Linked DNA regions of Sus scrofa: region 1 is linked to region 2. A link is a contact called in public promoter capture Hi-C data. All regions are on one chromosome and are shown on one strand. Each heading gives the region's core, a stretch centred on a gene start, on an enhancer-like site or on the middle of the called end of the contact. The rest is flanking DNA. Distances are from core to core; before and after follow the strand shown. Region 1 holds the start of FOXJ3 (forkhead box protein J3). Region 2 holds the start of C6H1orf50.

Region 1 (2,914 bases), core at 357-2,856, 330 kb after region 2:
GGAACTTCATGTGCCTAGGGACGGCCCCCCCAAAAAAAAAAATTCAAAAAAAATTTTTCAAAAAGGAACATAGGAGTCCTGTTTTAGGAACCTGACATGTGACAGCACCGGGCATGTGGTCTCCACTAGTTGGGGCATCCATCAGGTCAGAACCTTGGCTTATTCTCCACTGAAGCCCCAGCATTTAACATGTACTTCAAAGGAAGTAAACAAACATTTTATTGATAAAGAAATGGTTGATGTTAAAAAAAAAAAAAAGGTCCTGCCCCCTCTGCTCCCTCCTCCAGTTTTCCTCATACCTCTTACCTTGGTCTTTTTTTTCCCGGAAGGCACTAAACGCTTCCCATCATACCAGATTAGTTTCCTGTGACATTTATCATCTTTCTTTCCATACTTAGATGGCAGCTCCAATAAGAAGGATATTCCCTCCCACCAATGCCCCGCTTCTATTCACCGATCCAACCCAAACACTAAAATAGTGTCTGACAACCTCAGTAGTGATTGGCAAACCTTTGTTGGATGAATGAGTGAATGAATCTCTTAATTTCAGAGTCTTGCTGGAGTCCTACGTACCATGAGAACATAGGAGTGCTCTGAACCCCCGGTGCCTACAAATGCTTGGCAAATGGCAGGTGTTCAATGTTTGCTGAAGCAATTGGGTACTCGGCTCTTTCCCAGAGGTCTTTATCTGATCCCTATGGGACTACGTCAGAGGACCTTCCCGGAGTCAATTCAGTCGGGCCTCCCTTTTCCATCTCATTCAATCAACCTAGTATTCATCTAACAGATTATCTGAGTTTCCAAGTATTGAGCACCTACTGTGAGTTCAAAAGCATGCTTGGTGCTCTGAATGTAACTAAATGTGAAATTACAGGGCAGATTTGCAGTGCTGATACTTTAGAGAAAGAATTAGTAAAGATGGACGTAGAAATAAATTCCAAAGTTCACAAGCCGCCCAACTACCCTGCTAAAGACGCCACCTTTTGATAGCAAGGACCATAACCTGGGCAGCTGCCTGAGAATCAGAAAGGCCTTTGGAGTTCCAACTGCCTTGTTTTAAGGAGAAGGAAACCAAGCCTAGGCACGGGAGAGGCCTCGGCAGAGATGGGTCTAGAACCGGGACTTGGGACGTTCTAGAAGGAGAGGTGGCCTGAAGGTCTAAGATGCCTCTGTGGGGGCGCGCAGAGTCCGCTGGGCGCCGAGCTGGACTAGGGGGCCGGGCTCTCGGCGAGGCGAAGGGGCCTGTCGCTACGGCGCGGTAGAGGGGCTTTGCGGGGAGGTCAAGGCGCCGTCCTTCCGGGCCCGGGGCCCCAGGACTCCGTGGACAGGGTCCGAGGCGGAGGTCCCTGCCGTCCTCCACTTCGGAGCTGCCCCCGCCGCCCTCACTCCCGGGTCGCCACGCTGGGGCGCACAGCTCAAGCCACCCGGAGCTGCCGGCCGCCGGATGACACGGGCTGCGCGGAGGCGGGGCCCCAACCGCGCTGGGCACTACTTGTCCCAGCGGAGGGATCCCGCGCGCGCCGCCGTAGCCTTGACCGTGAAGGGCCGTGACGCCGTCGACGCCGCGCCGGTGGCGCAGCGACGTCGCGGGAGGCGGGGGCGGCGGCGGGGGCGGGAGGGGGAGCGGGTCGGGAAGTAGTTCCGGGTGCGCGGCCCCGGATGTTGGCTGCTCCCGCTGCCGCCGCCGCCGCTCTCGGCGCTGCTCCGGGCCTCGGCCGCTCGCTCCAGGGGCCGCTGGGACCTTCCCCGGGCGTGGGAGACGCACGCAGCGGCCGGGGGCTCGGCCGGGCCGTCCCGGCCTGCGCAGCCTGAGGTGAGCGCCGGTCGTCGGGGCGGCCGGGCCGGGGCGGCGGGTGAGGAGGCGGGGCCGGGGCATCTCCCGGGACGGAGGCAGGGGCTGCCCTCCGCGGGACGCCCTCCGGCTTCTCCGAGCAGCGGCCGCGCCGCGGGGCGGGCGGCGGGCGGGGCGGGGGGCCCGGGCCCGGGCCGAGGCCTGGCGGGCGGCGAGGGCTGGGTGCCTCCCTCCCCCGCGGCGCTTCTCAGCTGCTGCTGCCCCTCAGCCGAGCGGCGGCCGCGCCGCGCCTCCCGCCCCTCCCCCAGGCGGGGCCCGGGGGCGCCAGACGGGGCTCCCGGGGCGTCGCGCCCGCGGGCAGTGGCCGGCTTCTCTCCGTGACCTGCCCGTGGCCTGAGCTGGTCGCTGCCCCCGGCGCGATGCAGCTTCTTTCCTTCAGGCTTCGGGGTGGCTCTCGGGCGGCGAGGCGGCCAGCACCTTGCGTGTCTGGGGTGCCCTTCGGGGTGAGGAGGCCCGTGCGGGGGGCCTGCGTTCCCACCCATCCTGTCGCCGTGTCCTTTGCCGGCACTGGGGCAGAGGCAGCCGTTCCGTGCGGACGTGTTGCTGTCCTGTGTGTGTTGCATCCTGCCCACGTGGTAGGGTGTCTCCCCCTCCCCCCTCCATTTTTGCAGCTGGCGAGGAGGGAGGTGAAAGTGGGGTGGTTTTTCCTCTGCGAGTTCCTTGGCGCGGCGTGGAAGGTGCTAGGGTCAGGGTGCTTTGCTGCGGCGGACTCTTGGTCGGCTGGAACCAGCAAGACTTGTCCTCTGAAACGGGGGCTGGTAGGGTCTTGGTTTCATGGACGTCTTTTCTCCTCTCGCTGCTCCTGGTCTTTTTCCTGCAGACCGAATAGCAAGCTCTAGCTGCTGATGCACTGAGGTGTATAGTTTTCACTTCTCTATTCTACTGTGTGTGTGAGGTTGGCGAAGGTTTTTCTTTTCTGTGTGGCGCAGTCCACGTCTCTGTTGTTCCTAGTTGGATTCCTCTGTGCGCTGAGTTGGGCTGGCTGGGGGGCGGGGGTAGAGGTTGGTGGGCATCTTTAGTGTCTTCTCTTGACATTTACTTTATTTTCTCCTGTTGAGTTTG
Region 2 (2,729 bases), core at 27-2,526:
ATGTAATCAATATAAAAATTGTTAGAGAGATATTTTACATTTCATATGAAGTGTATATTTCATATTCACAGCATCTATCAATTTGAATGCTAAATTTTCATTGGAAAAACTTGATCTGTATTGAGACCATAAAATTTACAGTTGAGTTGATTCGCATACTCAAATTGTTCCAAATACATTTAAAAGTTTCCAAGAATTGAATCAATAACCAGGTTTTCTGTTTGTCTGTTTAGGGTGGCACCCACAGCATATGGAGATTCCCAGGCTAGGGGTCAAATCTGAGCTGTAGCTGCTGGCCTACGCCAGGGCCACAGCAAAGCGGGATCTGAACCTCGGCTGCAACCTACACCTCAGCTCAGGGCAATGCGGGATCCTTAATCCACTGAGCAAGGCCAGGGATTGAACCTGCACCCTCATGGTTCCTAGTCGGATTCGTTAACCACTGAGCCACAACGGGAACTCCGGTGCAAGGCTTTATAGGCCATGAAATATGTATGTGCATTTTGTTCCAAAGACAAGGAAGCACCTTATGGCCAATGAAAGTCGGTGGCAGGCATCCCTCCCAACAAGTGATCAGATGAAACGGACACACAGATGTTCTCCATAAAAGACCCAGATGAAATCGTGAGTATCGGGGTGCTCTGCAAACCTTCCCATCGAGGGAGATAACGGGCCCTCAAGACGCCGCGGAAGGGGTCTTCGGTCTCAGGAGGTCAGAGTTCGAGTCAGGCCACCGACTCGCAATGACCATCAGTTTTCCCCGCGTGCAGAACGGAGATAAGGACAAATGCTACCCCACAGTTTGGCTTGGGGGGGCCAAGCGAGCCCGAAGATGGTCCTTGACGTCCCCGGCCGCGCCTCCTCACCTTCTGCACCTGCTCCGCGAGCGCCACGAGGTCTAAGGGGTCCCCGGCCCGGTGGGTGTGGTAAGGGCTCACCAGGGCCAGGCCGCCGGGGGTCGGGCTGAGCTCCACCAGGGCTCCTGCGACACACACCCAGGAACACAGGCCGTGAGCGCCCGCCCTCGGCCTCCCGCGGGGCCGGGCAGACTCGCTGCTCCGGGCGGGCTTCTTTGCCCCTTCCGACTCCCGCCCCGCCTACCTCCCCGACCTGCCGCCGACTGAACGCCTCGGTTTTCCGTGACCCCCGGAGTCGGCCGGGGCGTCGCAGCGTCTTCCATGGCAGCGCCAGGTCCCAGCCTCCGGCCCCGGCGGCGCAGGGCTGCGGAGCCTGCGCAGAAAGGCCCGTGGGCGGAGCTCCCGCGTCCCGGCCCCTGGGCGTCACGGCCGCCGGGCGCTCGGGGGCGGGGCTCCTGCGGACTCACCGAGGCCCGCAGAGGGGCAGGGTCCAGGCTCGGGGAAGGCGAAGGCCGCGGTGCAAGCCTCCGGGGTGTGAGCTGCAGGGTGGGGAGGCGGGGCTTCCCGCGGGGCGGGGCCTCCCGCGGGGCGGGGCCTCCCGCGGGGCGGGGCGGGGCCTCCCGCGGGGCGGGGCGGGGCGGGGCTTCCCGGGGGTGGGACTCCGGCCTCCCCGGAGGGTGACCCGCGGTCCCGTTAGGTCCGAGGCCGCAATGGCGGCACGCGCGTTGAGGCTGCTGACCATGTTGTGGGTTGTCGCCGCCGCTGCCTCCCGAGCAGAGGCCGAATCCGAGGCGGGATGGGACATGACGGCGCCGGATCTGCTCTTCGCGGAGGGCACCGCGGCCTATGCGCGCGGGGACTGGGCCGGGGTGGTGCTGAGCATGGAGCGGGCGCTGCGCTCGCGGGCCGCCCTGCGCGCCCTCCGCCTGCGCTGCCGCACCCAGTGTGCCGCCGACCTCCCGTGGGAGCTGGAGCCGGACTCTCCCCCAAGCCTGGCGCAGGCCTCGGGCGCCGCCGCCCTGCGGGACCTGCGCTTCTTCGGGGGCTTGCTGCGCCGCGCGGCTTGTCTGCGGCGCTGCCTGGGGCCGTCGGCGGCGCACTCGCTCAGCGAGGAGCTGGAGTTGGAGTTCCGCAAGCGGAGCCCGTACAACTACCTGCAGGTCGCCTACTTCAAGGTGCAGACCCGGCCGGGCCCGGGGAGGCCGGGGTCCTTCCGGGCGTGGCGGGCCAGGGAGAATGGGGGGTGGGGGGAAGTGTCCGCGGAGAGGGACCGTGGCCTCCTGGCCGGGAAGCTCTCCTAGGACCCTGGGAGAGCTGGGACCCTCGCAGGAGACCAGCCTCGGCCGGTCCGCGTAGGCTGATGGTGACCCCAAAGGTCCACCCTGAGGTGAAGGCACAGACCGACCAAAACTTGGCCTTGGGTTCCCTAACAGGCCCTGAGAGGGAACTACAGCGGCAGCTTGGGTCTCTGATCCTGATTTCATTGTAAGTTCCCGAGTGAGAAGCGAGGACCTTTCTACAACATCTTCCTTCCGGTTCGCTTTTCAGTGATGCTTTTCCTGCTGCCCGAGTGCGGAGCTTTCTTTCAGGACCTGAGGTTGCCACGTCGCCAGTAGGGGCTGTCAGGCCCCTCCCTGTGGGGGACCCTCTGGCCGGTTTGTCAGGTTTCCAAAGAAAATTAGCATTTTTAGGAATTCCGGCCTGCAGGGTTTTAAGTCCGAGTGTATGCGTGGATGTGGAGCGCTTCTGATTGCGTGACGATGATGATAGCCAGTGCCTGTTTCCAAGCGCTGCTACGTACGTGGCGTTTATTAATTCATTTGCCCAGATCCTGGCAATATCCTGGGAAGTAGCTGCTGTTATTAGCCCCAT

The links. Promoter capture Hi-C pulls out the DNA fragments that hold promoters and counts their contacts.
Region 1: a promoter capture Hi-C map of liver shows a contact between it and region 2, with 2.5 times the contacts expected there. The contact joins the promoter of FOXJ3 here to the promoter of C6H1orf50 in region 2. A contact is called at or near these places in 1 of 5 promoter capture datasets (liver), 2 of 47 Hi-C or Micro-C datasets (embryonic fibroblasts and epiblast stem cells) and 2 of 2 datasets of contacts at active chromatin or transcription factors (alveolar macrophages and skeletal muscle).

Annotation. Positions count from the first base shown.
Region 1 is chr6:168,992,826-168,995,739 of Sscrofa11.1, forward strand. It overlaps FOXJ3 (forkhead box protein J3), which reads left to right and starts at 1,607. Exons shown (of 13, transcript XM_021096929.1): 1 at 1,607-1,813.
Region 2 is chr6:168,666,803-168,669,531 of Sscrofa11.1, forward strand. It overlaps C6H1orf50, which reads right to left and starts at 1,277. Exons shown (of 5, transcript XM_003356499.5): 1 at 1,102-1,277; 2 at 867-982. The coding sequence starts at 1,180. It overlaps P3H1 (prolyl 3-hydroxylase 1), which reads left to right and starts at 1,473. Exons shown (of 15, transcript XM_021096910.1): 1 at 1,473-2,032. The coding sequence starts at 1,568.